Linked DNA regions of Mus musculus: all the other regions are linked to region 2. The links are chromatin contacts, called in public HiChIP or PLAC-seq maps. All regions are on one chromosome and are shown on one strand. Each heading gives the region's core, a stretch centred on a gene start, on an enhancer-like site or on the middle of the called end of the contact. The rest is flanking DNA. Distances are from core to core; before and after follow the strand shown. Region 1 has its middle 51 kb from the start of Copb1. Region 2 has its middle 27 kb from the start of Far1os. Region 3 has its middle 63 kb from the start of Rras2.

What was found. HiChIP or PLAC-seq counts read pairs in DNA pulled down with a chosen protein or histone mark.
Region 1: a contact with region 2 is called in a FOXA1 HiChIP or PLAC-seq map of pancreatic cancer cells. The contact joins two enhancer-like sites. A contact is called at or near these places in 5 of 484 Hi-C or Micro-C datasets (cerebellum, cerebral cortex, pro-B cells and 2 more) and 1 of 115 datasets of contacts at active chromatin or transcription factors (pancreatic cancer cells).
Region 3: an HNF4G HiChIP or PLAC-seq map of pancreatic cancer cells shows a contact between it and region 2. The contact joins two enhancer-like sites. A contact is called at or near these places in 1 of 484 Hi-C or Micro-C datasets (stem cell-derived neural stem cells) and 1 of 115 datasets of contacts at active chromatin or transcription factors (pancreatic cancer cells).

What each region holds. Positions count from the first base shown.
Region 1 is chr7:114,201,548-114,206,019 of GRCm38.p6, forward strand. No RefSeq gene overlaps it. Among named protein-coding and RNA genes, the nearest start is that of Copb1, 51 kb to the right of the region's middle. Within about 2 kb of position 2,299, at least 57 of the 459 cell types and tissues checked have an H3K27ac peak or open chromatin away from gene starts, as enhancers often do. A contact at or near this core is called in pancreatic cancer cells and uterus, where this site is marked.
Region 2 is chr7:113,589,706-113,593,678 of GRCm38.p6, forward strand. It overlaps the pseudogene Gm33828. Among named protein-coding and RNA genes, the nearest start is that of Far1os, 27 kb to the left of the region's middle. Within about 2 kb of position 1,541, at least 43 of the 459 cell types and tissues checked have an H3K27ac peak or open chromatin away from gene starts, as enhancers often do. A contact at or near this core is called in pancreatic cancer cells and uterus, where this site is marked.
Region 3 is chr7:114,179,161-114,183,254 of GRCm38.p6, forward strand. No RefSeq gene overlaps it. Among named protein-coding and RNA genes, the nearest start is that of Rras2, 63 kb to the left of the region's middle. Within about 2 kb of position 2,536, at least 182 of the 459 cell types and tissues checked have an H3K27ac peak or open chromatin away from gene starts, as enhancers often do. A contact at or near this core is called in pancreatic cancer cells, where this site is marked.

The DNA.
Region 1 (4,472 bases), core at 1,049-3,548, 610 kb after region 2:
ACCATGTGGTTGCTGGGATTTGAACTCGGGACCTTTGGAAGAGCAGTCGGGTGCTCTTACCCACTGAGCCATCTCACCAGCCCAAATTGATTTTCTCTTTGGCATGTTTAAAAGGTAATTGAAAAATTTCCAAAGAGATATTTAGACTCTTCCCTTTGGCTACCAGATGACTGAAACAAGGGACCTCAAGGAATTAACATTTCCCCAGGGATCTTAGTCTGAGAGAAGAGAACACTAAAGCTGTAGGAGGAGCTTGTCTCCCCCAGAGAGAGTCCACACAGCGCTAGCAATTTCTCAGACTCCCTTGTAACCACCTTGTAGGATAGATTTAAATACAGACAGTGGTGGTCAGTGATGGGTGGGGCCATGCCTTGACCCCTGACTGGGACTACATAGACTTTATACCTGAGTCAAGACCCTGGAAGATGGACTTGGAGGTGGTACTTGGTCTCTTTGTCTCCCTTCCCAGTGTGGCCACATTGACTAAATGCCCTTTTCTGGTCTCCATCAGTGGCTCCTAACTGGCTGGCTGAGGGGGGTCCTCAAGGCTAAGTTGTCAGGATTGCCAGGGTAAGGCTCTGACAGTACCCAACTCATCTCCACCTCAGGTTCCTCTTAGTGCCTGTCTTCGTTAGGGTTTTACTGCTGTGAACAGACACCACGACCAAGGCCACTCCTATAAAGGACAACATTTAATTGGGGCTGGCTTACAGGTTCAGAAGTTCAGTCCATTATTTTCACAGCAGAAGCATGGCAGCATCCAGGCACACATGGGGCTGGAAGAGCTGAGAGTTCCACCTCTTGTTCCAAAGGCAGCTAGAAGATTGGCTTCCAGGCAGCTAGGACAAGGGTCTTAAAGCCCATGTCCACAGTGACACACCTACTCTAACATGGACACACCCACTCCAACAAGGTCACACTTCCTAGTAGTCCCTGGGCCAAGCATATACAAACCATTACAGTGCCCCACTACCCTGGCTCCCTCCCTCTTATCTACCAGCCACTCTCTATTCCATGACTCTATTTCTTTCTTTCCAGCCCTCTCGTATTCACTCTGAAAATTCCTTACTTGGTGACTGTCTCAGAATAAAGGGTTGCATATTGTTCTTGATCTACAAGCTCTGACAGGAATAGTGCCTGCACAAAAGGGGTGTGTGTGCAATGGAGACAGAACCTGAATCAATGTGTAATGCGAATGAATGCCTTATTACCCAACAAAAATGCTAAGCAAGGAAGGGGCTTAGGGTGGGAACCTGCCTAGCATGCACAAGGTCCTAGGTTTGATCTACATCACTTAAAAGGAAGCTGGACCCTGTGAGTGTAAAGGGCTAGTAACTGTGACTTCACGTTGGGGGTTGGACTGAGGCAGAAGTAGATGATAAAAACAATTCTACTTTTTTTCTCCTTCCAAAAAAAAGCAGTTATCTGATTTTAAAGAGGAGGGGCAGTAATTCTTACATTAAGGGGGGGCGGGGGGAGCTGTTGACATTTCCAGGGAGGGAGCACAGTATGTTCCAGGGAGCATGACACACTCTATATGAGCTGACTGGAACTTCAGGCTTATTCTGAGTAACTACCCAAATGATGTGAGAGCGATAAGGCTGTAGCATTCTGGAAAAACTTGACACAGATGCTATGCTAAGCCAACTCCGTGGAATATTTTGATAGTGCTAATGGTCACTCAGTCTAAAAGACTATGGCTTGAAGTCAAGACAGCTGGACGCGTCCTGTGCATACTAAGCACCTGTCATAACTGGGCTTTTCTTGGACACAAGCAGACAATTCTGAGTTCTTTGCCAAGTAGGGACAGTGAAGGTGAGAGGAGACTTGGAACAGCTGAGACAAAGCTGTTTTATCTTTGGGGTTTTGGTTTTTAGCCAGCTTTTCACTGTGTAACCCAGAAAGTCCCAGAACTCACTATGTAATTCAACTGGCCTTTCACTAGCAGCAATCCTCCTGTCTCAGCCTCCCAAGTACCAGGGCTACAGGCATAAGCCACCATGCTTGATGCTGAGTCCAAGTATGATCAGATAAGTTTTATGCACAACATACTAACAAGCCATGCATAGTCTCACTTATGGGTATGGTGTTTGTTGTGAGACAGGGTCTTGCTGTGTAGCTTAGGCTGGCTTTAAATCCACAACCCCTCTGCTCCTGAGGGCTGGGATGTATCTATAACCAAGCCTGGTGGCAGTCACTGTTTATTTCCATTTTCTAGGGTGTGTGTTGGGGGAGGGGAGCAGAGAAAGGCCGAAACAAATATTCTTGCTCAAGATCATAGTTAATAAATTACAAGGGAAAACTTAACGCCAGGTTTACTCGGCCCCAAAGCCTGCATACTTTCTTTCTGCCACATTTGCCTCCCTAACATTCCTGGAAATCCTCACTGATGAAATGCATCGGTCATCTTTAAAAAAAAAATTTTTTTTAAGGTAATGATATGATCTAAACGAAAGGAAGCAGGAAGCAATAAAAACAAGCAATCCATATGAAATTGCTTTTGACTCTTTAACCCATGATCAGGAACCCTTCAAGGCAGGAAGGGCAGGACACAGACAGCCCCATGTTACAGAAGGGAAGGTGGGGCTGAGCTTCCCCCTCCTTCATTAAAGTAGCACTGCCGAAAACCCCTGCAGCCTGGCCCCACTTCCCATCCCATCACAGCCCACTCCACACCACGCTCTGTTGAACTTACTCAACAAGAACTTGCTCTTTACCTGCCTAGAATCCTGAGCTCTGTGTTCCTGGTGAGATGAAGTTAGTATGTTTCACCCTATCTTGCTTCGCTTCTCCCTCCCTCGTTCCCTCCCTTCCTCCCTCCCCTGTCCCTCTCTCCCTCCCTCCTCTTTTCCATTCCCCTTTCTTTGTTTTCCTGCACTCCCCCCCCTTCCCCTTTCTTTTCCCTTTCTTACAGGGTCTTGCAATGTAGTCCAGGCTTACCTCCAACTCAAGATTCTCTTGCCTCAGCTTCCTGTGTGTTATGATTACAGGTATGTGTGGCCATGCCTAGCTTGAGTCGCCTTTCTTATTTTTTCCAGCCCAGTGCTGGTTGGGCACTCCAATCTTCAGTAAGGATCTGCCGGGTGGGTACAGATGGGACCTGAACACCTTTCAGACCAGTGTGCCACCTCCGTCAGCCTGCCATTGTTGACCAGTCCCTTGCCTCTCAGATCTAGTCTCTTATCTGCCACTGCCTCTCTCTCACAAAACCCTAAGTTGAGCAGAATGCACCTCTCTGTGCTACATACCTCTATGACTTTATACAAAGTGTTCTTGGCTAGAACAACTTTGTCTCCCTCTTTTCCTATTCCTTATCCGACGCTCAGTGTGCTGGCTAGTTTTATGTCAACTTGACACAACCTAGAGTCATCTGAGAGGAGGGAACCTCAGTTAAGAAAATGTCTCCACAAGATCAGGCTACAGGCAAACCTGGAAGACATTTTCTTTTTTTTTCTTTTTTTTTTTTTTTTAATATGCTTCCTTTTTTTAAAGATTTATTTATTTATTAATTATATATAAGTACACTGTAGCTGTCTTCAGATATTCCAGAAGAAGGCATCAGATCTCATTATGGATGGTTGTGAGCCACCATGTGGTTGCTGGGATTTGAACTCAGGACCTTCAGAAGAGCAGTCGGTGCTCTTAACCACTGAGCCATCTCGCCAGCCCGGAAGACATTTTCTTAGTGATTGATGGGGGAGGGCTCAGTCTATTGTGGGTGGTTGCCATCTCTGGGCTGATGGTCCTGGGTTCTATAAAAAACGCAGGCTGAGCAAGCCATGAGGAACAAGCCAGTAAGCAGTAATCCATGGCCTCTGCTTCAGCTCCTGCCCCCAGGTTCTGCCCTGTTTGCGTTCCTGTCCTGATTTCTTATAGAGATGAATAGTGATATGGAACTGCAAACCAAATATATCTTTTCTTCTGTTGCTTCTGGTCATGGTGTTTCATTGCAGCAATAATAATCCTACTAAGACACTCAAGCATATTTATGCTTTGATGGTTTAGTTCAAAATCATTTCTTTATGAAGCCACACCTGACTCCCTGTGACAGCCATCTGCGTTCCCACAGCAGTATGTACACTTCCCTATGATTCAAGTAGTTAGACAGTGCTGTGGCTCACCGTTCGGACCCTGAAGTGCTCACTAGACTCTATGTCACCACCTAACTTCAAGACACAGCTCTAGATGTGCAGGAGATTATCAGCCAGAACCTGGGGTCCTGATGTGTCTCCAGACTGTTCCTTTCTACTGACAAGAGAGGAGGGAATCTTACAGCACTGCAAAGCCAGGGCACTCTCTCTTGGGGCTTTTCCAGAGTTGTTAAAGTTAAAGGTATAAACTGAGACTTGTGCTTGTATGTCATTACCTAATCTTATTTTATAACAGTACCCATGGGCATGCATTCTGTACAAAGTGCTTGAGTGCCTGGATCTTACAGGTTGTATTTGGGGCTGGTGAGATGGCTCAGCAGT
Region 2 (3,973 bases), core at 291-2,790:
GCACTTTGGAGTCTGTCAGCAGTCTCATTTGTCATTTCTGGCTATGTATGGATCATCTATGTAGCCATAAGAACAGAGGTCATTGGCCAGGTAAGACCAAAGTGATGCAGAGAGTGAGGACCAAGTATGGGTTAAAAAAATTTATGGGTTGGTTCATAATCATGGTTACATATTCCTTGGTAACTAAGTATTTGAGGGCCATAGTACAGGGAATTAAAAGGCTCTGAGGGATTTGATTAATAGGCTTCATGTGTATTACAAACTGATGAATGGTGGGGAACCTGGGTTTTATTTTGTCTGTCCACAGCTACCCTCCAAGGCTTGAAGATGGAGACTCTTTATACATATGGTTGGCCACATGGCTGTGAACAGCATCTGCATAGTGTAGATTTTTAAAAAAGGGAGGGATGAAAAGATGCCTTGTCTGGAATCAAAGTGATGGAGGGGGTGGACACAGCAATCCTGAACAAACCAGTCCCACAGCTTTTGCTCTCTCTCTCTCTCTCTCTCTCTCTCTCTCTCTCTCTCCCCCCTCTCTCTCTCTCTCTCTCTCTCTCTCTGTGTCTCTGTGTGTGTCTCTCTCTCAGTTCTTCATGTAGGATAATAGCCCTCTGATACTAAGAGACCCAGTTCTCATCCAGGAAGCTGCTAAGAAAAACAACCACTGTCGAATTTGCCTTGTGCCCAGCTGACTGTGAGCTGCATCTTTGTGTTATCTCATGTGGGAAGAGTTGCCCTGGGGAAGCACAGTACCTAAGTGTTGCCCCCATGGACAGAGCCACTCTGTTCTTGAAAGAACCTGTTACCCAGTCACTTCTGTGTAGCCAAGGTATAAGCCCTGAGCAGTGAAGCAGCAGAGACCAGTTTGTTTTCCTGGAAGGGAACATCCTATTAACTCTATGTTCTGTGACTAATGCCATAGGCTGCAGCCCCAGACACCAGCTTTCAGGGCACCCACCACAGTCTTCTGTACTTCTGAGCCTGTGGAGAGAGCTGGATTGGGATGACATTTTCATTGTCTAGTGGTGTCCTAAGCTTGAGTCTTTTTCCTCACCTTCAGAAGATTAAGATTCCCCTATGTGCCAGTCAGCTTTCCACCACTGTGACCAAATGCTAGTGATAAAGCACTTATAAGGAGGAATATTTATTTAGCTCGTGGCTTCAGAGAACTTAGTCTGTAGTTTGTTGGTTTGTTGACCAATGGCAACATACTACATCATAGTGAAGGTGTGTGGTAATAAGGGAAAGTGTTTGTCTTATGGTGGCTGGAAAGGGCTAGAGTCTCAACAGCCCCTTCAAGGGCACACCAACTAATTAAGCTCTACTTCCTAAATGTTCTGTTGTCTTTCAGGAAGACCAGAGGCTGACAGCCAAGCCCTTCCTTTCAACACAATGGGCTTTAGAGCACAGTTAGACACCACATAGCATGCCATGCCAAAGACAGGTTAAGAAAGAACAAAAGCCTTTTACAACTCTGCAGTCAAGGGCTGGCTTTGCCTCTGAGGCTCCTCAGGCAACTCACTTCTGTAAACCTGTTTTCTCTCAATAGAAGTTGTCATGAGGATGAAATGTGATCATGTGTGTAAGGAACCCAGGGCACCGCCTGACTCAAAGTTAATAAATGCCAGCTCTTATAATAATTGACAAGACTAGCCTAGCAGGTTCCTGGGTCCCCCTGGAATGAAGACCCTGGCATAGGCTCAGATCAGATATTCAGACAATCCAGTGGTTCCAACTTTACTGATTGTTATTGTTAAGAGATGAGTAATACAGCAAACATTTGCTTTCTCTGAAGTAATGGTGTGAATTTGGTAGCTAATCCAACTGAGCCAATACTTATCTGCATCCACATTAGTTTGGAGGCTTAAAAGGGAGAGTGGAGTTGTTCTAGGGCCAGGATCAAGGATATGGGGAATCTAGGAACCTGTCTGCTAGAGCCCTGGAAGTAAAGCTAGGCACTGGGTTACATCCACAAACCTCCTTCCAGAAGCCCTCAGAGAATGTCTTGGGTTCCTCTGCAGATGAGAAGGAATCCAGTAGCCCTGAATCACCTGTAAGAGCACTCAAGCGCTACAGTCTCGTGGCTTCCTTCCCAGCTTGTCTTAGCTTGCCTTCTGTGTTGGTCAGGATTCTCTAAAGGGAGAGAATTGATGGAGTGAAGATATATTAAAAAGGGATTTATTAGGTTATATTACATAATATGGGCCTGGCAGTTCAACACACTGGAGAGGCTGGGAATCTTGTATTAGTTCTGTAAAGCTGGTTGTCTCAGCATTCCTAATCTGGTGCTGATGTCCTAGAAGATTCCTGGAGCTACTGGTCTCAGTCCATGTTGGAAGCCCAAAGCTGTTTCTAATATCAGCAAAGGAATGTGGTAGCAACAAGATAGATGAGCTTGCCAGAAGGAGTGAAGGCAACAAGCAAAAAGGGAAGTTTCCTTCTATCCGGCTGCTAGCAGAAGCTGCCGTCCACACGTATCTGATGAAGACAAGTCTCTCAGGCCAGGGGGTGCTGGCTTGCATTTTAATTTACTTCAGATTTAGTCAGGCTGATGACCAAGACTGGCTCTCACCCCTTCCCACGTCTGTCTACTCTTCCCTGTCTGTACGTTAGTTTCTCAGCCGACATGCTGCTGTTCCAGGCAGAACGTGTCTTCACTGTGCAAGCCTGTCTTTCTGTACCCACTCCTTACTATTCCTTCTCAATGACAGTACCTTTTCACTGCTGTCCCCAGGGTCCTTTGCACTAGCTCTTCCTGGAATGTCCCTTCCCTTCTCCACCAAGAGAAGACTTCCTTCATGAAAACCCAGCTCAGGTGTCATGTGCCAGATGTCACAGGAAGCTATCCCCTTTCCCCTGCAGGCCTCTCATGATGCCCACACTTGTCACTCCTCTCTCTGACATAGCAGAGAGTTCCTCTCCTAGATGTGTTCTTTGTTTGTTTGTTTCTTTTTGAGGAAGAGCGATCTCCTGTCTTACATTTCTCAAAAGACAAAATTACAACAAATTTCATCATAAATATCAATGACTTTTCTTCAGGGTTAGTGAATCAGGGCTATAAAATTGAACAGAAGCCATTGTGCCCAGCAGTGGACTCAAGACCAGTAGACCTCGGCGAACCTTTGCTCTTGACCACCCACAGACTTTCGGAACCGTGGCAGCAGTAACAGCAGCCCCGGCAGAACTGCTCATCATTGGCTGGTACATCTTCCGAGTGCTGCTGCATGGGTTCAGGTACTCCTTGCAGAAGCTGGCGCACACGGTGTCCTGGACTGGGCAGCAGGTGCTGGGGGACAGCAGGCAGCGAGCCCCCAACTGAGGCCCCAGCTCCCAGGCCTGGGCAGCTATGTCATCAGGTGTTCCTGTACTTCTCACCCAGCATGGGAGCCAGTGCAGTGCAGGAATGGGGGGGGGGGTCCCCTGTGCTCCTTCATCAGAAGAGCACTTGCCAAGGTCAGTGAGAGGCCGGTAGGCCCCCCAGAAAAGCAGCACCAGACAATGATGAAGATATCAGTTCCCTTCCCAGCCCCTTTGTCCCTGTTCTACTACCGGCCGGTGGGAGAGGAAGGGGGGAGAGGGGAGCAACCCTCGAGATATGAGCATAGGCACCACATTCTGATCGGACCAAGTCTGAACACTCCCATCTCAGCCGGGCAAGATCCTACCGTGGAGATCCAACACCCCACCAACCAACAGAATGGACATTCTGACATCACCAGCTGAAGCCCTGAATCTCAGTGCAAAAGAGAAAGTGCCAACTGCATGCAGCATGGTGGGAGTGGAGGGCGTGGGTGGTGGAGGAAGAGGGTTAAGAAAGCTAGTGAGGCCCTCTTGCTGTCCCTTGCCTATGGCACACATATTCCTGCCTTGCTCCCTCATACTCTCTTTCCCCTGCCTTCCAAAGCCCTTCCCAAAGTCTGTCACTGGATTCGGACATATCCAACCCGTAATTGAATCCCACCTTTACCAAAAC
Region 3 (4,094 bases), core at 1,286-3,785, 590 kb after region 2:
TCATGAGGCTGAAGCAGAGCTACTACAAGCTTAGGCCAACTATACAACATAATATGCATGTAACTTGACTCTTTCTGAACTCCTACCATGGAGGAGTGGAGATACTGGTGTTAGATGGGCCTGCTTTGAGTCTCATGTTGATGAATTCTGACATTACCTTGGACATTTTATAACTACCCTGAGCCTTGGTTTCTTCAAAGTAATAAAATCATATTCCCACTTAGCAGATAGGTGATGAGGTCGAAAAAGATAGAAGGCATTAAGAACCTAGCCTGTTTCTATTTCACAGAATTGGTCAATAAGCATGACTTCTCAGGCACAAAGTCTTCCAGAGCCCACATTCTGGCTCCAGAACAATTACTATTTCATTAATTTTGAAGTACACTCTCCTGACTGCCTACCTCCATACTTCAAATATCTTTGCCATTGGGACTCACTCTGTGTTGCAATGTAGTTTAGCTTCTGGTGTCTCCTAACAATCCATGAGGTGACAGAATATCTTTACAATCAGTGTGTCGCACTGGGCTCAGTCCTTCATATTCTGGTAACTCAATTTCTTCAGTTGTAAAATGGGAAATATTAATAAAGTTGTAAAAAAATAAAAGGTTGTATTTGTTTTTGCAGGTTTCTGACATATTATGAAGGCTTAGCAAATCCCATTCTTATTTTTGTTGTTATGTCAGACCAGATGAGGAGTGATAAGAGCGTTATGATGTGAGCATCTGCTGGCAGCAGAAACCTGGGGAGCTGTATAGAGGTGACAGCAGGTCAGTAGGGCAATGGTAGTTCCCATGATCTAAGGGGGCATGTCGACTGAGCGTGATGCTGCATGTTAGCACTTAGGAGTTGAGGTGAGAAGACTGCTAGTTCAAAGCTAGGTGAGATACAAAGACTTCCATCTAGAAAAACAAAATACCAGGGCTGAGGATGGAGGGATGGCTGAACCATTAAGAACAGTCATTGCTCTTCCAGAGGACCTGAGTTCAAGCTCCTAACACCCAGGTCATGTGACTGACAACTATCAGTAACTACAGCTCTATGTTAGTTTGTCTTCTTCCTTGTCAGTAACTCCGAGATATCACTTGCCAGGTTCTGTCTGGGCCACTCTTACTCCAACAGGCCAGCCCTCATGCCCGTGAGTTCATGATTCACCTATCTCCACCTCTGTCTCCTTCCCATCCTTTGTGGTCTCTGCCTCAGATCCCAAGACCTCAATTCATGCCCTGCCATCATGTCTACCTCTTTTCTGCCAGCTGCAGGCTGTAGGCATTTTTTTTTTTTTTTTTTTTTTTGAGACAGGGTTTCTCTGTGTAGCCCTGGCTGTCCTGGAACTCACTCTGTAGACTAGGCTGGCCTTGAACTCAGAAATCCGCCTGCCTCTGCCTCCCAAGTGCTGGGATTAAAGGTGTGCACCACTACTGCCTGGCTGTAGGCATCTTTATTAACCAATAGTTTAAAACTAAGGAACAAGGTTTGCATTGGCTTAAGTGAGAATTCACACGTCTTGAGGCAACTAGATCTTGGGATACAGAATTTAGCATTATAATACATAGCAACAGGCCAAACCTCAATATACACTGGCACTTACACTCATGGATACATACCCACACACAGACACCTACACATAATTTAAAAATAATAAAAATAAATCCTAAGGCAGGTGTGGTGGCGCACGCCTTTAATCCCAGCACTTGGGAGGCAGAGGCAGGCGGATTTCTGAGTTTGAGGTCAGCCTGGTTTATAGAGTGAGTTCCAGGACAGCCAGGTGATACAGAGAAACCCTGTCTCGGAAAAAAAAATCCTAAAATTAGGAAAAAAAAACCTCTTAAGGAGGAGCAGAAGGAAGGAGCAGTAGTTTGAAAGCTGACAAGCAGTTGGTGGAATACAAAAAGGCAGAGGGAACAGGTTTATAAATGAAGATCAGTCTTGAGAGGATGCCAAGGCTGCTGCCCTGTGAGATGGGATGTTGGGTTAGAAGGGCTTATCAGGCTGTGCTAGTATGTATCCTTATTGGACTTGGATATCCCCTACTTATAATAGCTACTAGTGTAGTCATTGTTATATGCCTCTGTGGTAATTTATAATTATTATATTACAATAATTAAAAGAAATCAAACCTGTGAGTCAGATCATAGTATTAGGTCATTTTTGTAGAAGATATCAAGGTTCAAAGAGATAAGCTGTCATGCTCGAAGTCATGTGGCTTTTAAGTGGCAGAGCTGGAATTTGAATCAGGGTTCTGCCACACTGCTTTTTGAGTTCAGCCCACTAGCATCTCTCAGTCTATCTAGAAGTGATTTCTTCCCTCTATACAGACCCCTTCTCTGTCTTCTTCAGGGTCTCTGACTCCTGAGCACACAAATGCCAAGCTCACGAGTCATCTGTTTTGCCAAAATTCTGTTCCGATTTGATAAACTCTAGCCAGGCCAGCTCACTCAGCATGATTCAGCCAGAGAGAATAGCAAGGCCACATGCCCGGCATGCCGACCAGCTGAGCTCAGGCAGGATGGGTGGTGTTCAGGAACCTCAGCCTGACAGATGGCTCCACTCGGCTGTCTTCATGGGCCTGGTGCCAGGTGCTGCAATCACTCTCTGCAGGAGGGAGTTGTGGGAGCCTAGTTCTGTGAGTATCACATGTATGGGTTTATGGGTATGCGTGTGTACTTAGGAGCGAGGGTGTTTGTGATTCACATGCTCACTTGGGTGTTTGTGTATGTTTATCTATGTGTGCATGCCTGGTTGTGTGTCTCTTGTGTGTACATTCAGAGGTCTGTGTATGTTCAAGTTTCAAATCTGCATTCATTCTGGTTGTGTGTGCTCACACAATGAAAGAGGAAGACAGAGATGTGGGGGAAGAGAGAAGAAGGGGTGGCTTTTGAGTATCCCCACTTGCAGGGAAAGCTGCTACATGCCCCTTCACTCATATCTGTCCTCATTAGCCAGCAGCAGCAGCAGCAGCAACAACAACAACAGGAACAGAAACAGTAGCAATAGCAACAACATAAACAGCAGCAGCAACAAGAGCATGCAGCAATAACAGGAGCAACAGCAACAACAATAGCAGCAGCAACCACAACATGCAGTAATAAGAGCAACAGCATGCAGCAATAACAGGAGCAGCAGCAAAAACAGAAAGCATGCAGCAACAGCATCAGCAACAACAGCATGCTGTAACAGCAGCAGCAGCAGCAACGTACAGCAATAACAGGAGCAGCAACAACAACTCCATGCAGCAACAGCAGCAAAAACAGCAGCAGCAGCAGCAGCCGCCGCTGCCGTAGCAGTAATCATCCCATCCCATTGTGAAATGTAGGCTGAAATGGATGAATTTCAGATTTCTAAACATAGCTTCTTGACAATGTTTACCCATAAGGTAGAGATCTTAACTGTCTATGAATTTAGGGTTCCTTTAAACCTCTGGTTCCTTTAATAACCTCAGACATATCATTTCACATACATTTTCATGGAACTCACAAGGTACTCTCCAAACCCTAGCTATGAGTTTTTGGTTAAGAAAACTAAACATTTGCACGGCATGTAGGGAGAGCCACCTAGAGACCTGCTTAGGGAGTCCACAGGAGAATTGGATGTAGATACATTGTAATAAATAGAGTGCTGCAGTGAGTTCAGGGACAGATTGATGGAGAAACTGCTAGAGGGGGTCCAGGAATGATCCACCAATCCACAGAAGAGGCAGACACTCAGGCAAGGCATAGAAATGTGAGAGGCAATTGCGAAATCACGAAGATGGGGAAGGACATAAAAAGCAGAAAGGATGCTCTGTGTGGTCTGAAAGAGAGTCTTGGAGCAGCCCTGGAGGGCCTGATGAATAACTAGACAAAAGGTTCTGGTGTTGTATGAGCAAGGAATAGTCCGACTTAATGAGTGATTTGCAGAAATCAAAATACACCTAGCATTTGCCCAGAGAGCAAATAGAAATCTGTTGCAATAGTCCCTTTGAGAAGCCGGGCATGGTGGTGCACGCCTTTAATCCCAGCACTCGGGAGGCAGAGACAGGCGGATTTCTGAGTTGGAGGCCAGCCTGATCTACAAAGTGAGTTCCAGGACAGCCAGGGATACACAGAGAAACCCTG